Linked DNA regions of Mus musculus: regions 1, 3, 4, 5, 6 and 7 are each linked to region 2. A link is a contact called in public Hi-C, HiChIP or PLAC-seq and promoter capture Hi-C data. All regions are on one chromosome and are shown on one strand. Each heading gives the region's core, a stretch centred on a gene start, on an enhancer-like site or on the middle of the called end of the contact. The rest is flanking DNA. Distances are from core to core; before and after follow the strand shown. Region 1 has its middle 160 kb from the start of 4933416E03Rik. Region 2 holds the start of Mafb (v-maf musculoaponeurotic fibrosarcoma oncogene family, protein B (avian)). Region 3 has its middle 120 kb from the start of 4933416E03Rik. Region 4 holds the start of Lpin3 (lipin 3). Region 5 holds the start of Emilin3 (elastin microfibril interfacer 3). Region 6 has its middle 190 kb from the start of 4933416E03Rik. Region 7 has its middle 93 kb from the start of 4933416E03Rik.

Evidence for each region. Promoter capture Hi-C pulls out the DNA fragments that hold promoters and counts their contacts. Hi-C and Micro-C count contacts between places; a contact is called where the count stands out from the background. HiChIP or PLAC-seq counts read pairs in DNA pulled down with a chosen protein or histone mark.
Region 1: an H3K27ac HiChIP or PLAC-seq map of microglia shows a contact between it and region 2, with 9 times the contacts expected there. The contact joins the enhancer-like site here to the promoter of Mafb in region 2. A contact is called at or near these places in 4 of 39 promoter capture datasets (the 3T3-L1 cell line, embryonic stem cells and liver), 9 of 115 datasets of contacts at active chromatin or transcription factors (bone marrow-derived macrophages, craniofacial prominence, embryonic forebrain and 6 more) and 1 of 9 other capture datasets (embryonic stem cells).
Region 3: a contact with region 2 is called in a Hi-C map of myocytes, with 3 times the contacts expected there. The contact joins the enhancer-like site here to the promoter of Mafb in region 2. A contact is called at or near these places in 5 of 39 promoter capture datasets (the HPC-7 cell line, HPC-7-derived erythroid cells, maxillary cranial neural crest and 2 more), 4 of 484 Hi-C or Micro-C datasets (embryonic fibroblasts, myocytes, psoas muscle and 1 more), 8 of 115 datasets of contacts at active chromatin or transcription factors (astrocytes, bone marrow-derived macrophages, embryonic forebrain and 4 more) and 2 of 9 other capture datasets (adipose tissue and embryonic stem cells).
Region 4: a Hi-C map of LSK cells shows a contact between it and region 2, with 5 times the contacts expected there. The contact joins the promoter of Lpin3 here to the promoter of Mafb in region 2. A contact is called at or near these places in 11 of 39 promoter capture datasets (the 3T3-L1 cell line, the C10 cell line, cranial neural crest and 4 more), 14 of 484 Hi-C or Micro-C datasets (CD4 T cells, LSK cells, Th1 cells and 7 more), 6 of 115 datasets of contacts at active chromatin or transcription factors (embryonic stem cells and stem cell-derived neural progenitor cells) and 4 of 9 other capture datasets (adipose tissue, liver, macrophages and 1 more).
Region 5: a contact with region 2 is called in a promoter capture Hi-C map of embryonic stem cells. The contact joins the promoter of Emilin3 here to the promoter of Mafb in region 2. A contact is called at or near these places in 6 of 39 promoter capture datasets (the 3T3-L1 cell line, the C10 cell line, embryonic stem cells and 1 more), 4 of 484 Hi-C or Micro-C datasets (all in embryonic stem cells), 4 of 115 datasets of contacts at active chromatin or transcription factors (all in embryonic stem cells) and 1 of 9 other capture datasets (embryonic stem cells).
Region 6: a Hi-C map of muscle stem cells shows a contact between it and region 2, with 1.7 times the contacts expected there. The contact joins the enhancer-like site here to the promoter of Mafb in region 2. A contact is called at or near these places in 3 of 39 promoter capture datasets (frontonasal cranial neural crest, hippocampal neurons and liver), 4 of 484 Hi-C or Micro-C datasets (muscle stem cells and uterus) and 12 of 115 datasets of contacts at active chromatin or transcription factors (astrocytes, bone marrow-derived macrophages, craniofacial prominence and 6 more).
Region 7: a contact with region 2 is called in a Hi-C map of muscle stem cells, with 2.6 times the contacts expected there. The contact joins the enhancer-like site here to the promoter of Mafb in region 2. A contact is called at or near these places in 6 of 39 promoter capture datasets (the 3T3-L1 cell line, the HPC-7 cell line, embryonic stem cells and 2 more), 3 of 484 Hi-C or Micro-C datasets (muscle stem cells, myocytes and uterus), 5 of 115 datasets of contacts at active chromatin or transcription factors (embryonic fibroblasts, embryonic forebrain, embryonic midbrain and 2 more) and 2 of 9 other capture datasets (adipose tissue and embryonic stem cells).

The regions. Positions count from the first base shown.
Region 1 is chr2:159,783,566-159,787,653 of GRCm38.p6, reverse strand. No RefSeq gene overlaps it. Among named protein-coding and RNA genes, the nearest start is that of 4933416E03Rik, 160 kb to the left of the region's middle. Within about 2 kb of position 2,778, at least 4 of the 459 cell types and tissues checked have an H3K27ac peak or open chromatin away from gene starts, as enhancers often do. A contact at or near this core is called in microglia, where this site is marked.
Region 2 is chr2:160,365,217-160,369,109 of GRCm38.p6, reverse strand. Mafb (v-maf musculoaponeurotic fibrosarcoma oncogene family, protein B (avian)) reads left to right here and starts at 2,045. Exons shown (of 1, transcript NM_010658.3): 1 at 2,045-3,893. The coding sequence starts at 2,434. The coding sequence ends at 3,405.
Region 3 is chr2:159,825,101-159,828,927 of GRCm38.p6, reverse strand. No RefSeq gene overlaps it. Among named protein-coding and RNA genes, the nearest start is that of 4933416E03Rik, 120 kb to the left of the region's middle. Within about 2 kb of position 2,422, at least 4 of the 459 cell types and tissues checked have an H3K27ac peak or open chromatin away from gene starts, as enhancers often do. A contact at or near this core is called in myocytes, where this site is marked.
Region 4 is chr2:160,886,503-160,890,344 of GRCm38.p6, reverse strand. It overlaps Lpin3 (lipin 3), which reads right to left and starts at 2,177. Exons shown (of 20, transcript NM_001199118.1): 1 at 2,128-2,177.
Region 5 is chr2:160,910,607-160,914,330 of GRCm38.p6, reverse strand. It overlaps Emilin3 (elastin microfibril interfacer 3), which reads left to right and starts at 1,992. Exons shown (of 4, transcript NM_182840.2): 1 at 1,992-2,323; 2 at 3,467-3,589. The coding sequence starts at 2,160. Gm35181 (a long non-coding RNA gene) reads right to left here and starts at 1,999. Exons shown (of 6, transcript XR_375190.4): 1 at 1,660-1,999.
Region 6 is chr2:159,753,847-159,757,699 of GRCm38.p6, reverse strand. No RefSeq gene overlaps it. Among named protein-coding and RNA genes, the nearest start is that of 4933416E03Rik, 190 kb to the left of the region's middle. Within about 2 kb of position 1,804, at least 62 of the 459 cell types and tissues checked have an H3K27ac peak or open chromatin away from gene starts, as enhancers often do. A contact at or near this core is called in craniofacial prominence, muscle stem cells and neural progenitor cells, where this site is marked.
Region 7 is chr2:159,852,834-159,856,755 of GRCm38.p6, reverse strand. No RefSeq gene overlaps it. Among named protein-coding and RNA genes, the nearest start is that of 4933416E03Rik, 93 kb to the left of the region's middle. Within about 2 kb of position 2,640, at least 10 of the 459 cell types and tissues checked have an H3K27ac peak or open chromatin away from gene starts, as enhancers often do. A contact at or near this core is called in muscle stem cells, where this site is marked.

The DNA of each region.
Region 1 (4,088 bases), core at 1,529-4,028, 580 kb after region 2:
ATGGTATAACTAATTTCTTCCATTAAATTACCCTATTATCATGGCCAAAAATCAATTAAATAAAGACATATAATAGATACATTTCTGTTTGATTGACCTGTATGAATAATGCCATTATATCTAGAAATTGAGAAGGTTAAGCCTTCTTTATTTGTCTTCCTGCTTATTTGGTTATTTTAGATCATTTGGCATTCTGTGAAATTTCAAAACAACTTGTCACTATCTACAAGAAAACCTTTCAGAATTTGGTTTGGAATCATACAGAATTTCTAGAGTATTTGGGATGGAACTGACAACCTCATGATATCCTGTTCATATTATTGAGCATGCCATACCTCAGCACGTATTTAAGCTCTCAGCTTCTGCTGAGTGTTACTCCAGGTGGTCAGCATAGAACCAACACCTGCATTTTTCTTTAGGATTACTTCTATTTCATGTTATGGTATGCAATTTAGGCCATTTTATTTTCTACATTTCATTATCAATTAACTATTGTTAGTCAACAGTCTTTAGATAATAGTGACTAGTTTTTAATTTTTTTCTAAAAGTTTTAAATTGTGTTAGCCATCTCATTTTTCTGTTTATATACTTATACAATTAAAAAGAATACTTTCATGTTATAATCTGTGCACATTTTTATTTTATTCCAAGTGAGTCAGTTATTTCTATAAATTAATAAAATTTTTATAAAAATTTTGTTAAATTATTTCTATAAAATACTAGTATATTTATTTGTTCAATGTTTTTGGTTTAATGCTGTTAATTTTAGCACAATATTTAGTAGAAACAGTGGTAGTGAACTTGGTTGTTTTCAATTTAAGGATAAGGTATTTAATTACTCACTATACCAAAATTTACAAGCTTTTATTCTATTCTAAACTTTCAGATATTTTGATTACTCATGAATTGTTGCTAGTTCAGCCCATAGATTTTCTTCATCCATTGAGATAATTATTATCATATTTTAATTTTTCAAATTGCCATATATGGCCCATTTTAAAACTTTGAAATAAATATTACAGCCTTTGAATAGAACCTACTTGCCTGATACTAGATTCACATATTACTGTATTTGATTTGAGTGTGTGTGTGTGTGTGTGTGTGTGTGTGTGTGTGTGCATGTGAGTATCTGTACGTGTGAGTATAGGCACATGCACATGACAGTAGCATGTGGAAGTCAGAAGTCAGCCTACATGTTTGTCCCACCTCCCAGTTTGAAACATAATATATTGATGGCTAGGGCTGAATCCACCAAGCTATCTGGTCCATGAACCTTTGGAGATTCTCCTGTCTTTTTCTCCCTTGCTTTGAGAGCACTACTGAGGAAACCCTGCTCCTCTGAGCTCAGAGCAAAATGGAGGACTCCCTTTATCAGCAGGACTTCCTCTAATCTGATCTTTTCTTGGGAGCCTTAACCCCCTACATCCTCTACCTGTAGAATGGCAGGTAGCCTTGCTGAAATTACAACTTCCTTTCTCCAGATAAGAACCTGTCCAGCAAGCACCTTGAATTTCTGGAATGCCTTTCCATGCAAATAAGGCATTCTTTGGTACCCTAAACTCTAGACCATGATAGGTACATGCCTTAGAAATCCCTATCCCATCACCAAAAACTATATAGCCCTTGAATCACCCTGAATAAAGTTGAACAGCCTCTCTGATGCTGATTCTGGAAGGCTGTCATTCAGTCCTACTCAGGGGCAATCCGAATCCGGTCCTTCAACTCCGATCCTTTTGTCCTTTGGTGCTGGTGGTCAAGAGATCCTGGGGAGAAGGGAGGACCACAGCATTGGGATCATAGACACATGCTGCTAGACTTAGCTCTACAAGGGTTCCTGAGGGTTCAAACTCAGGTCTTCACACTTCTGTCACAAGCAACTTACTCACCACATTTCATTTTCCTTGTTTCCAAAGAGAAAGGACCCTTCATTTATTGAATTGTTCCTCTCTCTCTCTCCTTCTCTCTCTCTCTCTTCACACATGTGAACACACACACACACACACAGAGAGAGAGAGAGAGAGAGAGAGAGAGAGAGAGAGAGAGAGAGAGTTTTAGCAATGTGTCCTTAGGGTATTTTGTTTGTATTTATATTATTTGGTGATCATTGGGAATTATTTATCTACAACTTAATGTTTTTTTCACTAAAATTCAGAACTTTGGATCAGGTATTTAGTCTCTCCTATTTCTGTGTTGGGCCTCACATCATGTGCATCACACTGGAATTATCTCTTACATCTCTGGGGATTCATTCATTTTTTATGCCATTCATGAATTCTCTGTTAAATTTGTACAATTTCTATTGATGTGTTTAATCTGCCTTTTTCAGATCTGCTGTTGAACAAATGTGGTGACAGTCTTTTAGAAGAGGGGTATTATCATTCAGTCTTTCAAGGGCTGTGGGTACAGACTTTAGTCTCTTTGTTCTGCCCACTGAGTTCTTTCACCAGGGGTTCCACTGTGCATGGATTGAGCAGAGATGTTTGTTACTCCTTCCTGTTAGCTGCTCTGTGATGGCCAAATATGTGATTCATCTTCAAAACAAGACTTATGAACCAAAGTGTCAACCAGAAACTTCACAAAAATCACCTGCAGCAACAACTTCAACGCAAAGCTGATCTTTCCTAGCAGAACTGGGACTCCGAGGACATGTTTATATCTTTGTCTGGAGCTTCCTCACTGAAGTAGCAGCGAAAAATTTCCTCTTCTGACATGTTCCGAGTTCCCTATTCCTTGTTTTTCTCTTTCTGAAGAGACCAGTGCAGCCTAGTTCATTATGTGTTGCAATCAAAAGTTCTGTGTGCTGAGACAAATAATCAAATAAAAGAAGAACCTACCAGAACCACTTCTGTCTTTGTAAAGAAGGGGATTTCTAAGTTCTTGTTTCAAGGCCACGCTCAGACTGAGTTTATCTAAGACTTAGAAGAACTCTGAAGTGTTATTTGTGAAGATTTTCAGTTTAACTACATTTAGTTTAGAAATAAATGCAAAAATGGTTGGACTTCATTTACTCAAAGGTAGTCATTTAAACATACCTATTTTTAAAAGTATTTATAATTTTTTATTTTGTTTAGTTTTTTGAGATACGTTTTCTCTGTATAGCCCTGGCTGTCCTGGAACTCACTTTGTAGACCAGGCCGGCCTCGAACTCAGAAATCTGCCTGCCTCTGCCTCCCGAGTGCTGGGATTAAAGGCATGCGCCACCATGCCCAGCTATAATTATTTTTATGTGTGAGAAAGAGAGTGTATGTGTGTACGTATCTAAGTTCAAGCGTACTACACGCATGCAAAAAGCCAGCAAAAGCCAGAAGAGGGTCTTAGATCAGCCAGAACTGAAGTCACAGGTGGGCCTGAGCCAACATTAGGGTGCTGCAAATGAACCTGGTCCTCTGCAAGAGCAATAAGCACACACACACACACACACACACATAATCATTCACTCACACACATATACATTCACACACACACACAACCATACACACACACACTCACACCCAAAACACACACACATGTTTTAACATTCATGCTGTATGTGACTTTTTGAAGAGTTTAGAATCTGGTCTTAAAGAGTCCTATGTTTATTTTATTTACCGAAGTAAACTTTGTTTTGAAATGATATTAGCCTGTGATATAAATAAGAATGTTATTGAGACTCCCCAGAAGGTTGAATTTTTTTTCTCGAGATGGAGGAAGATAGAAGAAGTCTTCCATAAAGTAAATGCTATTAAAATATCAATAGCAAAAAAGGTAACTATGAAAAACAATAAAAATATCTTGATGTAAATTTTCCTTTAGTAACAAATATGATCAGATATTTGTGTGATGATTTCAGTGACAATTATATTATCCCATCTAATGACATAATAATTGTACAACTGTGTGCACATGTAAACATATACATTATACCTATATTATAGGTAGTGGCTTTAAGAAATCAAAGTTTTGAGTTTCCTTTTCAAGAGCCCAGAAAGACCTCATCCTAATACGGATGTTTGGGGTCTATGTGAGGCAAGTAACTGAGCATAAAAATGTTATTTCAAGATGCAAAGGCTACATTTACACCTACTGAAGATTTCCTTCACGTTTGTGAA
Region 2 (3,893 bases), core at 796-3,295:
GCGCGCTCTCCTCGCAGGACCGCAGCTGCGACTCTTAGGCGAGAGTCTGTGTCCTCATCGCCCATCTCATCTGTGGGAGGTTCAGCCTAACCGCCCTGGCTCTCTACCTAGGCAGTCGAATCATTTCTGCCGAGAGCGCACTTCTCCAAAGGGCTCGAGATTTCCCCAGCAGTTCACTGATCTAAACCTTTTAGGTGAAGTTTTAGTTAAAATACACCCATTTGGTTAAAATTAGGCTCCTGTGACCAGTCTCTACCCCGCCTTCCCTAAGGATTTAAGAAGGGGGGAAAGGCTTTTCTTATTGATTGGAAGCAAATTTTTCTTTCTGTTAAAAGGGGGGAAAAGGTCTGGTCTGGTTGTCAATGCTGCGGGTCACTAGCCCCCCGTGCGCGGTGTTGGAGGGCAGGTCCTGTGCAGCCAGCAGCTAGGACACACTCACCCAGCGCGCTTTCTGACGCTCATCTTTCCGCGTCCTGAGCTGGGAAGCAAAAAGCGACGTGGGAGCCGGGTCGGATCTCCGGATCCAGCGAATTCGACATCTATTCACTTTTGGGGTCGGGGTCGGGGTCTGAGGAAAGTCCCACATTTCCTGCCCTTCTGGCCCAGGGCAGGGAGTCTCTGTCGGCGCCCAACAGCCCTGTCTGAAAGCCCAGTGTTCTGCCTTCCTCCTCCCGTCTGCGTTCCGGAGAAGTTTCTCATCCGGTAGCCCTGAACCTTCGTCACCTGGCGTTTTCAGTTTAGAATACTGATCTTCCCAGCTCAGGACCTTTCCTGAGAGGAGTAGCCCACAAGCACACCTGGAAGGCTTGCATATGGAATTTCAGAAAAGGTGAGCAGAGAGGGTTAGTGGTTGAGTCCAAAGATGGGGTCGGAGGGCCTGTGCATAGTTCCAGAGGAGTCTGCCCTGGCTTTCAGGCCGCACACAGCCTGCGTTCAGGCCTGGCTTGGCCGGATCAGTTAGCTGGACCTGCACGGGTCCGAGACGCCATCCAAGCCTTCCCTCCCGCAAAGAACAAACCGGTTCAGGGCGCCGTTGCGCACCGTGGCCACTTGGGGTCGCACTTTATGCCTGTTTGAATCTCCTTGCAGCCGTCAGAAGCTTGGATCAGCTTAATCCTTACAAAACGTTCAGACAAAAACAGGGCCGGGTTCCCCAGCATCCCAGAGCCACTGAGTGCACAGACCGGTGTTGGTCTCGGCTCTGAGCCTCGGAGTTGTAAGGTTTCCACACGACTGGCAAGTGAAAGGTATTCAGAGCCTTTGGGCCAACTCTGTTTGTTTGTTTATCTTCTTTGGGAGCGTTTGGGGGTGTGTGTGGGGGGGTGGCGAATGCACGGAGCTGCGAGACCACTGGAGCTCTGTCTTCTGAGCTCAATCACTGAACCGGCTAAGAGAGGAACAGCGTCTCTTGGCCCGAGGAACCTTCCTAGAGGTTAAGAGTTAGATCTGAACAGAACTCTTGGAGCCCCAACCCCGCCCTCCCCCACCGCATACATTAGCGCAGACAGAGCTACCGAAACACAGGCACGCACCACACACATTCACTCGGCCCGCGGCGCCGAGGACACACGGAGCGTCGCCCACTGGGCGGGGGCCGCTTGGGAACAAAGGGCCAGGGAAGCGACATCCCGGGCGCTTATTCTGAGCCTACTTGGGGGTGACACGGGCCGAGGGTGGGAGTGTAAAGAGTATGTAGGGAGGCGTGAGTGCAGACAGCGGGGTGGGAACGGCGGCTTGGTCCAGAAGTGGGGCGCGCACTGAAGGCAAGCGTGCGGGAACCTCGACTCAGAGGGTGTTGGGGGTTGGGACCAGGCGGTCCGTCCCACTCGGCTCCAGCCCTCCTCCAGGCCTCAACGGCTTCGGGGCTCCTCCGGTCTCCAGTCAGCTGACGCGGGGGGGCGGGGGAGCTGTCAGGCACGCCCCGCCCAGCGTCGCTGGGCCGCGGGGGCCGTGCAGCCATTGGCCAACACGCCGGGCCGCTTGGGCCCCCGCGCTCCAGTGACATCAGGAAGCGATAAAAGGCGGCGGCGGCGCCAGCTCCTGCACAGCTGCACCGCCGGGCTGCGAGCGGCTGCAAGCAAGAAAGCCCTAGAGCCAAAGAGTCGGAGAGCGAGCGGCGGGCGCTTGCCCCGCGCCTCCCCTCTGCCCCTGCGCGCACCTCGCCGGCTTCTCTACCCTGCCCCGGCTCGACCTGACTCGTTCCCGGCGCGCTCGCAGCCCCAAGCTCCGGGGCAGCTCAGGCAGCCTCGGGAGGACTCTCCGGCGCGCCGCCGCGTCCCCAGACAAAGGCTTGGCCGGCGGCCCCGGCCCGCTGCGCCCTCGGCTCCCCGCCTCCCCGGCTTGCCGCTCTTCGCCCCCGCGTTTGGCTCGGCGCGTCCCGGCCGGCCGCAAAGTTTTCCCCGCGGCAGCGGCGGCTGAGCCTCGCTTTTAGCGATGGCCGCGGAGCTGAGCATGGGGCAAGAGCTGCCCACCAGCCCGCTGGCCATGGAGTACGTCAACGACTTCGACCTTCTCAAGTTCGACGTGAAGAAGGAGCCCCTGGGGCGCGCGGAGCGTCCGGGCCGGCCATGCACACGCCTGCAGCCTGCTGGCTCGGTGTCGTCCACCCCGCTCAGCACTCCGTGCAGCTCCGTGCCTTCTTCTCCCAGCTTCAGTCCGACTGAACCGAAGACCCATCTCGAGGACCTGTACTGGATGGCGAGCAACTACCAGCAGATGAACCCCGAGGCACTCAACCTGACGCCCGAGGACGCGGTGGAGGCGCTCATCGGTTCGCACCCAGTGCCCCAGCCGCTGCAGAGCTTCGACGGCTTCCGTAGTGCGCACCACCATCACCACCACCACCACCCTCATCCGCACCACGGGTACCCAGGAGCAGGTGTGACTCACGATGACCTGGGCCAGCACGCTCACCCGCACCATCACCATCATCACCAAGCGTCGCCCCCGCCGTCCAGCGCTGCCAGTCCCGCGCAACAGCTACCCACTAGCCACCCGGGGCCGGGACCGCACGCAACAGCCGCGGCGACGGCTGCGGGCGGCAACGGTAGTGTGGAGGACCGCTTCTCTGATGACCAGCTGGTGTCCATGTCGGTGCGTGAGCTGAACCGCCACCTGCGGGGCTTCACCAAGGACGAGGTGATCCGCCTGAAGCAGAAGCGGCGGACCCTGAAGAACCGGGGCTACGCCCAGTCGTGCAGGTATAAACGCGTCCAGCAGAAACATCACCTGGAGAACGAGAAGACGCAGCTCATTCAGCAGGTGGAGCAGCTTAAGCAGGAGGTGTCCCGGCTGGCCCGCGAGAGAGACGCCTACAAGGTCAAGTGCGAGAAACTCGCCAACTCCGGCTTCAGGGAGGCGGGCTCCACCAGCGACAGCCCCTCCTCTCCTGAGTTCTTTCTGTGAGTCCTGGCGGGTCCGGCCCCCGCCCTTGCCCTGGCCCAGACTCCCTATTCTGCGCCCCTAGCCCTGGACTCCCTGTCCCTGCCATGGCCCCGGCCTTGACCTGTTTGACTTGAGCTAGAGGGAGGAAGGACGCGCGGGTCGCGGGAGTCAGGCGGGAGCACGGGCGGGCAGAGAACCTTGGCTAAGAAGAGGGCAGCTCAGGGCGGCGCAGCCTCTTAGACTTGGGCAGAGTTAGAGAAACCCGGGCGGGTGCGAGGTCCGGGAGTAACTTTTCTCCAAGCTGGAAGGCCGCGAGGCTTATTCCAAGGAGTCGCCAAGGCCGTCTGGACACTTCTGGCTCTGAGAACTTTGTGAGTGCCAGGGCCGCCGCTTTGCAGCCCAGGACTCAGTTCGTCCCAGGAAGAGCAGAGGAGAGGAGAGGGACTCTGGAGTCCCCGTGGGCACGAGGCAAGGCTGAGCTAAGGAAGGAAAAACAGACAGATCTGTCT
Region 3 (3,827 bases), core at 1,173-3,672, 540 kb after region 2:
ATGTGTTAAACATGCAAGCCTTTTTTTTTAATGTTGAATTTCTCCATACTGAATACAATTACTGGCATTGAAGAAATAGCTCTTAATATTCTGAGTGCCAGTGTGTTAGTTAGAGAAGGGAAGAGAGGGATGAAAACTGACTCCAAGCAGACTACCAGGTTCAAGTCTTACTCGCAGCTGTTAGCCCTCTCCTCATTTTTTCCTTTGCTCCCTACTGATGAAATACTGTCTGCTTTATGGATATACTATAAAAACAATATGAATTTTAATACCTGAAACACATAGGACCCAATACAGCACATAGAGAGTACTAGAAACCTTTGTATCATCATATTTTCATAAGAATTAGAGAGTTACCTAATGAGAGAAGAATTATTTCTATCAAGTAGAAGCAGATACATTGGGCCCAAGAGAATGTGGGGATGCATCCAAAGCAAGCAGCAGAGCTGTCTCCATATTTATTGGCCACCACAGTCTTATCTCACCATATCACCCCTTGCTACTGCTGCTAAGTTCATTTTCTCACAAACCCTGTGAAGGAGACTCTGAGGAAGCATGGGATACAGAATGGAATGGAGTCTTCTCAAATCTCCCTGAACAACTTGAGTTGTCATCTTCTTTGGCTTGGCTATCTTACCTAACAAGAATAAATGACTGATGTTTGTGACCCAGCATTAGGGCAAAGCTTCTTGTCGTCTTTCGCAGAAGGATTGTGAGTTCCCTCAGCTCTCTGCCCTTCCCAAAAGAGAAGTGAATGTGATAGCTATATATATATATATATATATGTAGAGAGAGAGAGAGAGTGAGAGAGCAATCATAATCTTTGGACTGCTATTACAGGCCAGTGACATGTATAAACAGAGTTTTGTGCAGGCACATTCATGAAATTGATATCTTTACCAGTTTTTTTTTGTTTGTTTTTTTGCCTCTAGACCCAGCAAATAGCTTTCTGATTAGTTTGAATTTACTCCAGAATTTTCTTAAAGATATTTCATATGAGATGGCCAAGTCAGCCATCATTGGGAAGAGAGGGCCCTTGGTCTTGCAAACTTTATATGCCTCAGTACAGGGGAACATCAGGGCCAAGAAGTGGGAGTGGGTGGGTAGGGGAGTTGGGGGGCGGTATGGGGGACTTTTGGGATAGCATTTGAAATGTAAAATAAGAAAATACCTAATTAAAAAAATAAAATAAAAAGATATTTCATATGTTTGTTTTACATCATTTGTTTGTTTATTGTGTGTATGTGGTCACCAGAGGACAACCTACATATATTAGTTCTCTCCTCCCATCATTTGAGTCCCTGGGATTAAACTCAGGTCATAAGTTTGGCAGAAAGTTCTCTTACCCAATGAGCCATCTTGCCAGCCCTGGATCCTTTTCTTAACGATTTATGAGTTATTCATTTCTGGCAACCACTATATCCAAAACTGTTAGAGTCAAACAGGCTAGGAAAATAAACATGTGTACCCAATGCATACACGCAAGATGCCACTTATATATTGCCAGTTGTATGCTAGTACCAAGATCTGGATGCTTCCTTGCTCGCCACAAAATTCTCAAGTTATCATCTATTACCAAGCAGTGATCCCAGATAAGGATCAAGTTCAAGTGCAGAAGAGGAATTGTTAGCTTATGTTAATATTTGGATATTTCCTTCTGAGTAAACTAATGGATGTCAAGTGTTAGTGTAGCAGTCTAAGAGAGCCTTTTGCCTTTTGTGCTAGCAGCAGGAAAAGATGAGGATGTGTCTCGAGTATTTTCAGGGAAAGGGCTAAATCCTTCTGCTTTTCGTGACAGGGGATGATAGCTCAGAGAAGAGAACATTGTAGAGAAATTATATGAACCAAGTTCTCAATGTGACATTGTTCATCCATGCTCTGGTAGATAGATAGGCCCTTTATATTTAGGGTGAGCATGTTTTAGCTTCTGAAACAGGCATTTCTGAGAATACAAGGTGGTTCTGTTATTAACTGTTCTCTGTTTTCTCTACATATGACCCCCATCTCCCTTCACCATATCTTCTTATACCCCAAGCATCTGGCTTGAATTGTAAATCCAAGAACTCTAACTCTATGTAGGTTTTAATACAGCTGGCTGAGTACTGGGTATTTTGGGAAGGGGTAACAGACCAGCTGTAACATCAGTATATTTATAGCCCACATTTGCCCATGACCTTTCCAAGCAACATTAGGCACCCATAGTGACCACATTTCCTCTGAAGCATTTGGAATGTTGGCAAGCAGACCAGGACATTTACATGCACTACTTCATGGTCTTTAGTGGGGAGGAGGGACTAGGACTGAGCGAAAGAATGCAGGAGACCATCAGAGATTTTCTGGTCTTTGCTGAAAACAGAAGGCTCCACTTGGGTTACTGTAGCTCCAAGCCACATTTTAGGCATGCTATGCGCAGTGCTTCCCTGGGGACCAGAGTCTAATGTTACCAGAGTTCAGCAGCCTGGCCAGGAAAACCAACACCCCACTGCTAAAGGTTAAGAGTTTATCCAACTAATTTTTTTAAAGAACAATTTTGGCTTGTCCTTTGGGTCCACAATGAGACTTGAGAAAAGCTCTCTCAATTGGCCTCAGCTATTAGGGTCTTGAGTGTGGTGGTTTATGTGAGACAAACAAAAATATCAGCAATAAATGCTTCTCAGAGAGTCAGCCATATGCCACATAAGCCAAGTTTTTAATCACTTAATATGACCCTAGGTGTTAGGTTGAAAGTCCAGAAGTCCCAGTTACTACCAAGTATTGGAATATACTCAATTCCAGTAATGTTCTCCCATGGCATGTTACAGCTCCCACCATCCACTCTTTCCTGCCTTATGTAGATGACTATCTACTTTCTTTTCAGTGTAACTGAAATAAAATTTCTGGAACTCCCAACAGAAATTGTAAATAATGAAAGCTTATTTTCCCTTGGGAAAGCTAAGAGAACAAATGTGATTAGGGGTAAGTGCCATTCATCTTACCAACAATATGATGCTTACAGACACAAGAGCATCATAGAGAAGAAGTGGCAACTGGAGTCCAGTGGTGTTGAGTTCTTTGTCTATAGTCATATGTGACCTATTAATCTTAGAATGTTCAGTTCAGTACTGAACACATTTCTTTTCTGTTCATACCATTTTCTTATTAATTTTTCTCTCACTTTATCACATCTGCTGATATAGAAAGACAGTGATGTGTCCAAGATAATGAAATATCTATGATTGCTTATGTTAAAATATTGCATTCTCAAGTACTATTCTATCTATCTATCTATCTATCTATCTATCTATCTATCTATCTATCTATCTCTGTCTTTTTCTCGTGTGTGTGTGTTGTGTGTGTAGGTATATGTGTGTATTACTATTCTCAAGAATGAACGTACAAATGACAGTCTGTCAACAGACTCAAGTTTCACTACTTACACTGATATTTGAATGAAGAGCACACTTGAGGGAAGCTGTATAATTTGAATATGTTGGCCTAACCCTTTCTAAGTCTTTTTAGAACCTTAGAGAGAGAAGCAACAGGCAAATATTGATAACTTTATTCTATTTCAAATATAAATTCAGATACCTTGCATAGTTACAATATAGTACCACACTGGATAAAAAAAGTAATTCAGTCTTCAGTTTGACAAAAAGAGAATGCAGGTATTGCATGCACTGTTCAACCTCTAACAGTGGGATGAGAGATCACCATATCCAACTATCAGGAGGTGTACTTAGAGTCAACATAAAAACCATTTAACAGCAAAGGCTTTTTTCAGTACCATGATATTGTTTATCAGGTCTGTCTGATGCCACTCCCACCTTTGTCATTGTTCTCTTGATCTT
Region 4 (3,842 bases), core at 928-3,427, 520 kb before region 2:
GCAGGAGGCTAAGTCAAAATGGGGTGGCATTAAACTCTATGGTTCTGTATTGTCACTCAAATCCAATAATAATTTTGTCTGAAAGACACCTATTGGCTCCTTGGCAGGAAGCTTCATTCTGCTCTAACATCAAGCTCAATGACTACAGACTGAGACAGACTGATAGGACAGACACCTATCTGTTGAGCAAACCTCTAGATCAGTGAGTCTAGGAAAAGCAGAGAAGACCCAGGGGTTTCCAGGAACAAAGGAGTAAGCATGGGCGGCCCAGGGTAGGGATGGAACCAAAGCAGCCTCAGACCTGCTGGGAGTGAAAGAACTGTGAAAAAAGGGTGGTGGCAGGCTTGGTTTGCTCTAGCATGACATCTCAACTGCTGTTTGGAACCAGAGCAATGTGTGTGTGTGTGTGTGTGTGTGTGTGTGTGTGTGTGTGTGTGTGTGTGTTGTAAGACCATTTGATACCAGTAGGCTCCCAGCTCCCATCCAAGGCTGTGTCAGCCAAATTGTCTCTAGATGTTAAATGCCTCCTAGGAGTGCTAGGAGTGTAGCCCAATGGGAAAGGACCTGTCTTTCCTATGCAAGGCCCTAGGCTCAATCCACAGCACTGCAAACAAAATCAAATGTCTCCTTGGGAGAAAAACCATCCCCAGTGGAGTGTCACTAACCCAAGCAAAAGGAGCTGGATGGCAGAGGTGGCTACATGGGATGATGTCACCAGAATTATTCGGGTTCATTCACGGGTTCTCAGTTTCCCTTGTAATATAGGCCTTAAGTCAGACTCATCTCACCTAGACTCCCACTCTCTTGGGCTTCGGGTACCTCTAAGTAAAATCCTACCCCTACCCCACAAACACCCCTAAGGAAACCTTTTTGACTTTTTTCTTCCATGACTGTCCTACTGTTTAGGCTAAGTACTAGAGACTCAGATTATTGATGGCAGCAAAGCACTGTGGGTAAGAACACCACAGTGGCTGAGTTCTAATCTATACTTTGCCCCTTCCCAGGGCAAAATGCTTCATTTATCTGAGGTTTTCTTTTTAAGTATTTTTGTTTTAATTTTTTTTCTGTGCATTGGTGCTTTGCCTGCATCTATGTCTATGTGAGGGTGTCAGACCCCAGAACTGGAATTACAGATGTGAGCTGCCATGTGGTTGCTGGGAATTGAACCCGGGTTCTCTAGAAGAGCAACCAGTGCTCTTAACTCTGAGCCATCTCTCCAGTCCCTATTTATCTGAGCCTTCGTTCCAGCTTCTTTAAGTGGAGATAGTATCAGGCAGGGATGAGTACCCGCTGAGATAATTTGGATACAGCCCTGTTGTACAGTAGGTGTTATGCCTGTGTGTGACATCTAGCAGAGACACCAGCATCGTGACTTTTCCACACTCACTCAGGCTGTGGGCTGTGCAGTAGGCCAGTCTCTACTTGCAGTTAACAGTTTAGACACAGTAGGCTGCCACCCAACACCATGACCAGTGGGAACCTCACTATTTACAAAATAGAAAGGTGAACTCCAGGCTTTGTGGAGTACCTTGTTCAAGCCAGGCTAGATATATCCTCAAAGTTCTAGGGCTAGCTTGTCTCTACCACAGGGAAGCCAAACCAAGGTCCTCTGGACTCTTGGGACCCCAGATATTGAGATGGGGGAGTTATGGAGTGGGGATGACTTTCCAACTGCCACCAAAGAGAGTAGGGGTATAAGGAGGGGCCCTTATACCAGGGAAGCGGTCTACCGCTAAGTTACAATTCCCCAGCATTGGGAAACTGCCGCTTCAGTTCCCCTCATTGACAGGCAAGACAGGCCAGACAAGGGCCAGGGACACTCTTTGCAACTGAGGACTCTTATTACCAAGGACACGCCGCCAGTCTTGGGAAGCCTCTCTAAAAGGTTCTGGCATTCCTCTCTAGCTTCCTAGTCCTGGCTATCCAGGGAGCTCGCAGGGGAAGGGGCAGGAAGTGAAGCCAGCCTTCCCCTACTCTTTCCCTAGCTCCCTGTGGTCTCTGTCCCTTGACGTGAAAATGAGATAGAACAGAGTGGAAGAAAAACATATTTTGTTTTCCTATGGGCTAGGTTTCTACGTTGAAACTTCCCTCCCGAGGACCACTGAGACCCAGAAACGCCGCCTCTACCTGTACGCAGAGGTTCCACAGGTAAGGGTCCAGGTCCCGGCACTTCCGCTTTCTCTGAGACCCGGTGAGATCCGGTCTCCACTCCTTCCACCAACCAGGTGCGGCTCTCACTGTTCCCGGTCAGTCCAGGCTCCACCCTTCACTTCGAGAAGACCCCGCCCCCGTCCCGTGGTCCCACTCCAGGGCGCCCTTTTTCCTATGGGGAGCAACAGACTTCGGGGCTCTGACTCGTTCCCAGCCACACCCGTGGCCACACCAGCTGTCACGACAGGAGCACGAAAGACGTACGGACTTTAGAACCGCGTCTACCTACGTCCTGTTCCTTACTACCTGCCTCTGTGACCTTGAGCGAATCTCCCACGGATACCAGAGGAAAGCTACTTGTAAGATTTGACGGAGAACACGAATATCTTTGTCGAGGGCTTGGCGCTTGTATTTCCCATCCCGGGAACAGCGTTTCTTGATCCTCCACACCCCCTTTCTAGCCGAGGTCTAACTACCTATATGCTCACAGTTGGAATGTCTTATTTGCTCAGTTAATGTCAGTCTTGTTTGTTTTTGCATACTGACATCAAAACTCGGTGGTACACGCAAAGAGATCTACCACCGTTACACCACCCAGCTTCAACCGAGCTTGAACGCCTTTAAGAACGGACCACCTTCATACGCTCAGTGCTATTGCAAACCTGCTCAGTCATCTATCAGACACTTTAGCGAGTGGGCAGTGCGCTTAATACTACCACGGGCCAGCAGAGGGCAGATGGTGACCAGTCTTCTCACCCAATCACACTTTCTCACCACCCAACACTCTCAAGAGCAAGACAAGTGAGCAGATTTGTAGGCAATAAACCCAAGGGGCCAGCCAGGAATGACTTTGAATCCCTGACTCAGAGACCTCTCCGACTACCTGTATGGATGATCCCTGCAAACAAGATGTGCTGGAAAACATGAGACGCTGAAGGCGTTTGTTCGAAAAAGCACACACGGTCAGGCTTTGCCTAAAAGATGGCTCATTCAACCCAGCACGGTGGCGCACACCTTTATACCAACACTGGGAGGCAGGGGCAGGCAGATGCCAGAGTTTCAAGGTAAGATGTCCTTCAGAGGTAGTTCTGGGACAGCCAGGGAGACCCATAAAAACCCTGTCTGGAAAAAACAAAACTAACAGACAGACACACAAACAAAAATGGTTCAGCCAGTAAAGGTGCTTGCTTCTGAGTTGAATAACCGTAATCCACACTTACAAGGTATCTCGGGCAGGCTGTGAAGCCATCGTACACGCTGTATACACTCCAAATCAGTGGTTCTCAAACTTCCTAATGCTGTGACCTGATTCAGTTCCTCATGCTGTGGTGACCTCCAATCATAAAAATTATTTTTGTTGCTACTTCATAACTGTAATTTTGCTACTGTTAAGAGTCATTATGTAAATATCAAATATGCAAGATATCTGATATGAGACCCCTATGAAAAGGTCATTTATACCACCCCTAGGGGTCTCCACCCATGGCCTGAGAACCTCTGCTCTAAGTAAAATGTATTTATTTTAGGATAAAGTCATAAGAAGGCAGACCTAGAGGGATGGGAGTGGAGAACTGGGAAAATCAAGCTACAGACAGGACTGGGCTGTGAGGAGGGAGAAGCTGTTGTCATAATGTGACAACAAGGTGACAGAGCTTGTTTAGAAATGACTGCCTTTTGTTGTTCTTCCTGTA
Region 5 (3,724 bases), core at 743-3,242, 550 kb before region 2:
TTGGAGAGATGGCTTAGTGGTTAAAAACGCTGACTGCTCTTCCAAATGGTCCTGAGTTCAAATCCTGGCAACCACATGGTGGCTCACCACCACCTGTAATGGGATCTGATGCCCTCTTCTGGTGTGTCCAAAGACAGTAACAATGGACCCATATACATTAAATAAATAAATATCACACAAAAGGTGCTTTCTTAAAAAAAAAAAAAAAAGACCACCAGAAAGGCTTAGGTCAGGTATCAGCCTTCAGAGAGCAGGTGGAGAGGGCAGGGCATAGATGTGGATTCAGAGCTGCTCTTTCCAGCATCCTTAATACCACCAGCTTCAAATGAGTTTATTCACACCTCAAAGTTACTTTAAGAAAAATTGTTTCCCGTGTCTGGTTATTTTACCTGCATGCATATGGTGTACCACATGCATGCCTGGTACCCAAGGAGGTCAGAAGAGGGTGCCAGGTCCTCTAGAACTGTCCTCTGGTAGTGCATCAAGTGCTCTTTAATGCTGAACCATCCTTCCAGCCCCTCAGAGTTCCTCTTGAAAGAAAGCAGAGTTGGGGAGACAGATCAGTCGGTGGAGTGCTTGCCTTGCAAGCATGAAGACCTGAATTTGATTTTAAAGAGAAATGGAAAGGAAGAAGGAAAGAAAGAAAGAAGAGAGAGAGAGGAGAGAGAGAGAGAGAGAGAGAGAGAGAGAGAGAGAGAGAGAGAGAGAGAGGAAGGAAGGAAGGAAGGAAGGAAGGAAGGAAGGAAGGAAGGAAGGAAGAAAATGCCAGGCATGACTGCAAGCACTTGTAACCCCAGTACTGGTGTGGTAGAATTGGGATCCACTGGGCTTATTGGGCCAGTTCGCTGGCCAGCCAGCCTAACCTACTTGACAGACTCATAACAGTGAGCAACCTAGTCTCAAAGAAACAAGGTGATAGTCCCTCAGAAGCATTACCTGAGGTTGGACTCTGGCTCCACGTGTATGCAAACACATAGGAATGTAAACCCCACCACACACACACACAGTGAGGGACAGGGACCTCCAAGTAGGCCCAGTATTTCCTTGGTGCAGATACTGGAGGGCCATCTATGGTCCTGTGGGGATGAGACAAAGCCAGAATGAAGTGGTCCTCTTGGATGACAGAATCAGAATTCAGAAAGCCTCTTGCAGGGTAGGCATTTAACAAGGTGATGTCCAATAAGCATGACTGTATAGATGAACTCTTAGGTTACATAGTCATGTTCAGGAATGAAAAAAAGCAGGAAGCCTGGCTTAAGGTAGTTTCTTACGAGGATGCCCTCGCAATATTCTTTGACTAGAAGCTAATAATGAGCCAGACACCAGACTGTGGCCCACCTAATTAAAAGCTTTTATGGGAAACACACGTGCGCGAGGGTGAGGTGGGGGTGTTATTCTTGGAGGGGTTAGAGAGGTAATGGGCACGTGGTACAGCTTACCTAACGGAAACAGACAACGCTGGCCTATCATTGAACTCAGACAGGCAGCCTGGCCACCTTCCCCGGTCTGCAAAAGTTGGTGTGAAGTGAAATCTGCAGTTATCAGATCTCCTGGGTCACCCATAGACAGGGGACACTCTGGCTGGGGAAAGGGTTCCTGGTGTGCCTCTATACAAGTTCATCTCGGGTCCAGGGTCGGGACTATGGTACCCATACTCACTAGACGTTCAAGACTGAAGTGTCCTGCTAGACAGCGAGTCTTAAGAGGTCCCAGCAGGGAGGCCAGGCCTGCCTGCAGGCTTTGCAGCTTTTTGTCCGGTACCCTAAAAGTACACAGGGGCTGCGCGTGTTTGGGGAGCCTCCTGGAATTTAGCGCCCTGCGTCCCGCCTGCTCGTTTCTTAACCTCGTGTTTGCACGCGGCCCTTCGGGCGTCAGCTTGGAGCTGGGGCCGGGGGCTGGCGACGGGGAGGGGGCTGGCGGAGCTCGCGGCGCGGCCCCAAGTTTATGCTAATCCGTGCAGAGCCCGCCTCCCGCCTCCCCTGCGCGGCCCCAGCCGCGAGTAGCCCCGGCCACTCGGCGGGACGCAGCGGCCGCACAGCTCCAGGCGGCCGAACCAGCGCGCTCCGGGGGTCGGTCGCGAGTGGCCGCGGGAGCCCGGAGGGCGAGCGGAGGATCCCCCGCGGGAGGCACCCCGAGGGACAGAGTGACGACCGAGCGCGATGGGCCGCCGTCTGTCCGTGTGGCTGTGCACCGTCGCGGCGCTGCTCTCGGGGGCGCAGGCCAAGGGCACCCCTCTCCTCGCGCGGCCCGCACAGCCCAGTGCCTCCCGTTACAGCCTCTACACCACCGGATGGCGTCCGCGGCTGCGCCCGGGGCCACACAAGTAAGCGCGGGGCCGGGCCACGGCGGGAACCCGAGGGAGGCCCCCGCGTGGCGCGCCGCCACTCCCACCTGCCCGGACCGGCGCGGAGGCGTCGAGATATGGGTACCCCAGCCACCGATGGGGCGGTTCCCCCGACACGATTCTTTGCGCGGGTAGGCGCCCCGCCATCCAGGAGGCTGCGGGGTTGGCGAAGAACAAGTCAGCCGAGGGGGCCTGGCGCGGAGACTGGGATCCTGGCAGTGCCCGTGGAAACCTTTCCAGCGAAGTAACATTTTCCAGCTGCGCTGTGAGCAAACTCCAGGCGCAGCGGACCAGGTGGAGGGAGAGGAGGAAGGGCTGTCCGCGCCTGGAACACACGGGGCTCCCCAGTCCAATGCCTTCTGTCTCTCTTCTGCCTTGCGTGGTTGTAGACAGAGCCATGCTTATTTTAGGTAGTTGCTCCTCCCCTCCTATGGTCTGGCCCCAATAGCCCTGCGGGAGCCCCAAGGTGGGTGAGATGCACAGCTGGTGAGGACTTGTGGGTCCTGGGCTTGTACTGTAGAATGGACAGACTTCCACAGTGGTTTATACAGGAATTTGAATTCCAATCGAATATAAAACCTTGAAGGCAAGTACCCAGCCCACAACCACATTCCGTGAATCCAGGAGCATCAGGGCAGATGTCCTATAAGAGAAGACACGAGTACTGCTCTCGGGAGCAAGGAAATGGCAAAGCCGAGGCTAGAGAGCTTTTTCACAGGAGGAAGGAGGAAAGCCTGATTAAAAAGAAGCCACTAAGTTGTGCTCTAGAAACCTTGAAGGCCAGGATAAGGAGTTTAGAACCAGTGAAGGAGCCCGGGTGGGGGTGGGGGTGAATAGAAAGAAGGCCAAGTGGTTGAGGGAGAAGCTGAGGCGGCCTTTTCAGAGTGGTGTTGGGTAGACACCCAATCTTCTGGTTCAATTGAGCACGTGGCTCAGTAGACAGTAGACACCCATCAAGGACACAGACCCCGTTCAGAAGATATGGACCCCAGGCAGAGGTCCAAGGTTCCATGAAACAAAAATAAAAAAATAAAATAAAATAAATAAAAAAAGATACGGGGAACTCTGAGAGCAAGAGGTGAGCTCGGGCCAAACATTCCAGAGGTGTTCCTTCCCCTGCAGGTCTCTCTGTGCCTATGTGGTACACAGAAATGTGACCTGCGTCCTACAAGAAGGAGCAGAGAGCTATATAAAGGCTGAGTACCGGAACTGTGGGTGGGGACCCAACTGCCCTTCAACAGTCAGGTGAGTGAGTATTTCCCAGGGTATTGCCTCAGCTGGGAACAGAACCACTTCTGCAAAGGGCTGCAGTACCCTGGGCTTCAGAGAACCTATCTGGGCCACAGTGCTTGCTAGAGAGGACCAGGATCCCTGAAAGAG
Region 6 (3,853 bases), core at 555-3,054, 610 kb after region 2:
GGCGTTGTTGAAAAATACCAAAAATACCAGTTAAGAGTCACCAGGAAGTGCAAAGTCACAAGAGTCACAAGGAATACCTAGTAATTGTGTGGGTTATTTCTCAAGACAGTTTCTAAGAGCCCCTAACAATAGCATATTTGCATAGTGGGTTCCAGCAATGGCCAGGGTGGGTCAGGGTGACTTTCTTTGAATGAACACTCCTTGAACTCAGGAAGCAGGTGGGTGGAGGAATGTAGATATTTGTTTTATGATTAGCATACCTTGGAGCATTGAGTCACAGAGGTCACATTCTCAAGCCTGGGCCTAAAGGCCTAGAATTTTGCTTTTTCAAAAGAAAATCATGGCAGGAACTCTGGGCAGGAATATGGTGGCAGGAACCTAAGCAAAGGCCTTGGAGGCGTGACCCTTACTAAGTTGTTCCTCATATCTGCTTTCTTACACAACCCAGTTACTGCTTGCCCACAGGGGGCTGAGCCCTCCGATATCAATCGGTAACTTAAAAAATGCTCCATGGGCTTGCCTACAGGCCAGTCTGTGAGAGGCATTTTTCTCAACTGCTTCTTCTCAGATGACACATCTCAGATGTGTTAAGTTGATAAACAAACTCAGCAGCACAGAGACCTTTCTGAGAGAAAAATAAAAATAAAAAGTGGTCAGGCAGCGCTGGAAAGAAGTTGAAATGTTATTGAAAAATTCCTCTGTGGATTAAAAATGTAACATCCTGACAGTCGCGTGTAGGACATCTGAGGATACAGAGATGTGTAATAATCAGCATTGAAGAAGGAGATGTCATGATGTTCATCAAAGTCCCTCATGGGATGGTGAAGATGAGGATGTGGTTAGGGGACTAGAGAGGAGGGGAGGCTGGTTAGAAATAGGCCAGGAGGATTTGATGCTGACTTCCTCTGCTTAAGCAGGGTGTGATAGGAACGGGGCTTAAAAGTCAGTCCCAAGGCATGCAAAGTAATGGTTCTAGAGAAGATGCTTTTACGGATTTGGCAATGGCATTGAAGAAGCAAAGAATGATATGATTTGGAGGCTGAAAGATCAGTTACATAAATGGCTCACTTCTGTGTGTATGTAAATGTATACGTGTTTCTGCATGTAGGTATAAGTACACACGTAGCAGGAGATCATAGGTTTCTATCAGCTTTGTTTTGTTTGTTTGTTTGTTTTTTATTGCTCTTTAATGCGGTGTTTGAGACAGGGGTTCTCACTGGTCCTAGAGATGGATGCTTTGCTAGACTGGCTGGCCACGGAGCTCCAGGGCTATTCTAGTCTCTGCCTGCTCAGCACTGGGGTTACAGGCACAGACAACCATGTCTGGCTTTTGACACAGGTTCTGGGCAATGGAACTCAGGTGCTCACTGCTGTGCAGCACACAGTTTACCAGCTGAACCGTCTCCAAACCCAAACAAACCATGCTTTGGAAAAGGAGACCGTTCCGAGAGGAGGCGAGTACTTTTTACAGCACTTTCTCCTCTTTATTGGAATTCTGCTCGCAATGGACCTTACCAGCACTGTCTTGTTTCCTTATGAATTGAGACTCTGAATGTTACTAGATTGGCAAATTATCAGCAAATGGTGGCTAAAGGAACTGAAACGGATTGATCTGTGTATGAGAAACTACGTGCTTCGTGCGAACACAACCGCCCTCACTTTTCAGCAACTCCATGCTAGAAGTAAGTCCTCTGGGAAAGAGATGTTATCCCTTTTGAACAGAAAGCCCTTTGTAGTCTGGGCTACTAAGCTGTTGTGGGGGAGGAGCCAGTAGGCTTGCAGCCATGAGGGTTTCAGGATGAGTAAACACTGGGCCCATGAATGTGCTTGTTTGTTTTAATTGCTAATTTACCCGAAGGCAGCAGCCATCTAAGGAAGGAAGGATCCAGCCAATAATACAGTCATATGGACAAGAAAGGTCAGAGAGATGGCCACAAGTATGTCAGTGCTTTGGTGTAAAGCTCATAAAACCATCTGCGGGGTGACTCTTCTGGCCTGCGGATCGGAGGCCTCTGGCTCGGGATGCTCTTACGTCTTGTCCAGACAACCCTGAGCTCCAGTAAAACCCAGATTGCAAACACAAACCACGGTGGCTTGGCCCCAGACTGTGTCAGAGGACCCCAGTGGGAAAGAACAGCAGCAGTTCAGGAGCACAGCCCCTCCCCAGAAAGCAGCACACAGTTAATAGCGGGCGTTGCTTCCCGGCATTTGGTTTAAGTGGATCTTCTGTCCTGAAAGCTTTCCAGGCCTGGGTACAAACCAAACCGAACTGGCCAGATCTGGGAGGTCAGAGTGAGCTCGGCTCTTGTTGGAGATACCGGGATATGTAGATCGCCCAGAATTACTAGGGAAGGTGTCTTGGTTTCTTTCCTTTTGCTGTTGTAGCAATTTAAGAGAGAAAGCATTGATTTAGTTCAGTTCACCCTGCACAGCCCATCACAGTGAAGGAGTCAAGGTAAGGGGAGCCTCTTGTAGCTGGTGACATCACATCCAGAATAGAGAGAGCTGTGATCATAGCTTGTTGCTGGGTTCCCTTTCTAGTCCTGGAGCCCAGTCACAGATGGTGTCACCCACAGTGACACCTGCTTCAGTGCTAGCTGGCATCAAGATAATTTCCCATAGGCATGCTCAGAGACCCATCTCCAGGTGATTCTAAATTCTGTTATCCTGACAATTGACACTGATCCTCAGAGAAGGGCTCTGTCCCTTTGGCTAGCATAAACAAAATTGCCTCTAGTCTCCTAGCATTGGGGTTCTCTCTCTTAGGGAATCTTACATTCACCACATCCCCAGTTTCACTAAAACTGCCTGTTCTCCATATCGACTCGCCAAAATAATACTTTTTATTTCCCAACTTATTTCTAAATAGAGATAGGTAAAACACACAGAATAAAAGATGCAATTTCAAGTGGAGGAATTTGAAGGCAGTCATGTCTCTTAGTCATCACCCCATTGAAGACCTGAAGAGTTCTCGCCAGCCTATTGTGCATGTGCCCCGTCAATACCCTACCTAGGTCAGACATTCTTACACTGAGGGGACAAAAATACCCAACACCGACAACGCAAGAGAGAAAATGCTTCTTTTGTCTCATGGTCTGAAAGGGTGCTAGTCTTCCCTGGAAGGGAACATTTGGTGCAGTTGCTCTCTTCACAGTGGCAGGATTATGAGGTAAAGGGTAATGAATCACACCATGGTGAGCAAGGGAGTCTAGGAACCATGACAGGACTCTTCAATAGTTTGCCCTAGTGACTTACTTGCATAAACCAAGACGTAGCCCCTAAGGACTTCAGGGCCTCTCAAGGGATAGCAGCAGAGCTGCACACTGTGTTCAAAGCAGCATGAGCCTTCGAGGGACATTTCAGATTCCTATGTGCACGCGAGTGAACCGGTCTGCATGCCAGTATGAAGTCAAAGGGTTGACACTGAGATAGCCCCCCCCCCCCCTTCTACCACTTCTCTTCATGTTTGAGTCGGGGCATCTCACTGAAGCTCTGGCTCACTGTTTCTGTTAGAGAGCTCTCAGAACATGTATGCCTCTGTCCTCCCAGAGCTGGGGTAGCACTCACACACAACCATGCCCAGAGTTTTTAATGTGTGTGCTGGAGATCTGAACTCAGACCTTTATGCCTGAGCACCACACAATTGACCCAGAGAGCTATCCCCTGGGTGGCAGTTTTTGTTCAGCTATTAGTGACATCCTGTAATACATAGTTCTTACTTAACACAGCATTATGTCTAAGAGATTCGTCTGCATGGTTTGACTTGGTGGTGGCTTATTCATTCTTACTACTAAATAAAAATTTGTATACTTATATTCCATAGATAACAGGGATCTGGTTCATTTCAAGTTTT
Region 7 (3,922 bases), core at 1,391-3,890, 510 kb after region 2:
ATACAAAGTCTGGGCAGAATGAAAGATTTTGGAAAGCTCCATTGAAATCTTGTTGGAATTCTTCCATAAAACATAAGGTCTAAGGCATACTGACCAAGATTTAGCAGTTGCTGTGCAGATCCACCTTTGAAGGTTGATGGTGAACCTTTATATCATGTTCTCCTGTATTAATGTCTGATCACTTAACCTGGACCACAGTACTTCTCTTGCTCAGTCATGGTGTGAGACATAAGAGAACAGCAATTTTATTTTTAACCCCTCTCTCCTTCCTCCCTCTTCCTGCCTCCTTCTCTCCCTCCTACCCTTTCCTCTGTCTGTTGCATTCACAGACCACTGGCTTAATTGCATATCAAAGGAAAATAGATTTTCTTAGATGTGCTTGTACAGACAGACTAAAGTTTGGAAATGGTAGCGATTGGATCGTAGCTGTTTGTCAGTTGCCAAATTTATTTATGATCTCTCCCTCTTGACACATCTTACTTTACAAGGTGACTGTCTCATCATTAAACCTGAGGTGATAAGGTTAATTGCACACTGAACACTGTCTATAGGCCCTTATTGCCTTTGATTTCAGCTTAGAGTCTTCATTTGGCATTCATGATCTTCTACATATGGTTCCTAACTTACCATTTGTCACTGATGAAGACCAAGAGCTTCTAGCCATTTACAGCCAGGAAAAAGACTGTCTTGATCCTATGAAGTATCCCCGTTCAGCATGCAGTAAAAACAACCATGTTACATATAGAAAAGTTTGTGTTGGCTTCAGTGTATAAGTTTGGGTTTATTGGTAATAGTAAACACTCACACGCAAACAGAAATATGAACAAACTTTACAATGGTATCTTCAGCAGCAGTTGCTTCATTTAGCTAGGACAGTACCCATTACATAAATTCCAGAGTATAGTAGTTTGTCTAATCATGCAATTGTACAGGTCCTATTAAATAGAATATAATTCTCTTGGCATCTTGATTGTTTTTTTTTTTTTTTATTTAACACTGAGATTTCATAGTAAAACCCCCTGAAACATAGCTCAGCTTCTGCCAGAGCACAGCAGTGTGGTGGTGCTCTGGATAGGATGGAGTTGTAACTGAAGACCAAGAAATGATGGACAGAGAGGCAGGGGTGGTAAGATTCACAAGGGAGTAAGGAGCTGTCATTCACACTGAAAGTCCTATTTCCAAAGGCCAGGCACTTACTTTAGAAGCTGTGAAAGATTTTCGAGAAATTTACCACAAGAAATTGGTTCTAAGGTAGGCAAGGTTCTGAAAAGCTTTCTATCATGCCTCATGTAACTCAAGGAAAAAATATTATTCCCCTGAATTGGGGGTGAGACAAGAGATGGATTTGTAGAGTGACTAACTGCTTAAATATGTCAAGCATTGCTGCCTCCCCTTTACTTTGAAGAACAGGAAATAATAAATCAGAAAGAAGGGGATTTACTTCCATTTCAAGGTGCCAATAGTCAGGCAAGTCAGCTGGCTCCATGCCTAAACCTTTATGTGTGGGAAGTGGAGCTGGTACAAGAAAGGCCACCAGAACTTGGTGTGCTGGTGGGGACCTGTGACTCTGGTGATACCAAGGAAAGCAGAGTATTTCCCACTGAGGTCATCTGTTCTGTAAAGGTCAGTGGAGGACTAGTGTGAGTAGCAGACAATTCAAGCTTCACACCTCCAGGCTTGTCTTTTGGATTCAGATGCTGAAACAATGTTTTCTACATAACCTAGGTATCTAGGGAAACACCTCTTATATTATCTGTCTGCTACTGCAACAAGCAGTAAAGTTGGGATATTTGGGATGGACTCATTGGGATGCTTTCTGGTATGGCATCCCAACAGCTTTTGCATTTCCTCAGTTGTAAGTGAAAGTCCATATATTCCCCACCAAAAACCTATCTCCTACCTTCATCCCCCACCCCAAGCTCTTGTGCCCTGTCATTGCCTTCCTGCTGACAAGCACTTAATCCAATGCCTGAGACTTAATGCAAAAAGGGATGTAAAAGGTTTAATTCATGAAGTATTCATTCTTATAAGGCCATTGAGAATTCAAGAGAAGGAAATCTTTCTATGTCTAGAAGCCAAGGCCCATCCTATCCCCGGGGAGCTATCAATGCACCCTGCCAGATACTTGTGGGGACAGGACTGTGGGCAGAATTATGTAAGTGAGCGAGGTAACCATCCTTTCTCTGGGGTTAGGAAAGTGTGGTGTCGTGGTGAGTTCCAAGTCCTGGTTATGCTAGTTGCCAATCTGGAGTGCTTGGGAGCCAAAGATCTATGGTCCAGGATGTCTCTCTTTCCACTCTTGGTTCCTGTCATGGAGCAGCTTGCTCATTTGAACATCATTATACATAGAGTTCATAAGAACTCTTAGGAAAGGCAGGGATGCAGCCAATCCTGACTCCAACCTCACTACTCAGCTGCTGTTCTCTCTCTCTCTCTCTCTCTCTCTCTCTCTCTCTCTCTCTCTCTCTCTCTCTCTCTCTCTCTCTCTCTCTCTCTCTCTCTCTCTGCAGTGGCCTTCCAATCTCAGGGTTTCACAACCAGCTCCCTGAGGCCAGTTGGATCTTCCTGTCCACCATCTGAGACTTGGCCCCGGCCATTATTCTCTGGGCTGCACACATCTGCTCTGCCTTAACCTACTTACAGATCTGGGCAAGAGATCCTTCTCCTGACAACTCCTGCCTGCCACACACATCAGCAAGGGGCAATCTCTGACCCTAACCACAAAAATAAGATCTCTGGGGTCAAATACACCATGGACTGACGTCCAAGTTTTGGAAAGCCTTTACACCAACTGGAACTAGACAACACTGAGCCAGACAGGAGCCCAAGGGGAAATAAAAAAACCCCTCAGTTATAGTGATTCTGTCTTAATTGAAACTTTTCATAATTTTTTTCAGTGCACTGTGCTCATATTATGCTTTATTTTTTTGTCTTCATTTGAGAGATTATTGCCATTACTTACAATTTGCATCCAAATTAAGTATGTAACTTATCTTGGTTCCAGGATTGCTGTGGGGGATCATATTATCCATTTTGTAGTTTTGTTTTTTTAAAAAAAGAAGAAAATTATATGTACAAAAATGAAAGAAATTCTGTGAAACAATTTACCTGACCCATGTTAAATGTTCAAGAAATACATAGAAAAGAAAAAAAAGAAGCATTATTCTCATGTCTGCTTAATTTACTATTATAGTTAATGTTCTGTATTGCTTTAGACTGTGGTTTTAGATCTATAGAAGCAAAAGTCTGGGTGGCAACCTCTGGACACTTCTTTAATGGCATCATGTTTGGTACACAAGCCTTTTTCCATTAAAGCAGCTGCTTATTAATTGCCAGTTACAATGGATTATCTCTGGGATCCACATGCGCAATTGGTTCCTAATCTTTCCACATTACCCAACAAACAAACATTTATGCATACTCTCATTGTTATCGTTTTCATAATTTTTGTAAAATAAGGCTGGTGTTTCTTCTGTATGCGTGCCTTGCCATCTCCACATGCACATGGGATGAGCCCTGCATCTGGGGAAGAGTTCCAACTTCCAGCTTCTTCAACCCACTGTGCTGGCACAGCTCCATGAGCTCATCCTGGGAAACTGTAATTGATTACTCTGGAGGGAAAACTCCATCCTAACACCAGCTGGTAGCCAGATCTGCCCTAGAGTCCCCTAAATTCATCTCCAGAGCAATTCTCAGGAGAGACAGCGTGCGCACAAACTGACATTATCTTAAGGCCAAATCATGGCTGTGTGCTAGAGCTTTCTTCAGCCAACTTGCCTTTACCATCCATTGTCTCAAAGTGTTGAGTTTTCCATTGGCAGATTTGAACAGACAAGAGTGTCTTTTTTTTTTTTTTCTATCCAGCAGCACTGAAACAAATAACAAATGTGGCAGATAACAGAACAACAGCCTTGGAGGAGAG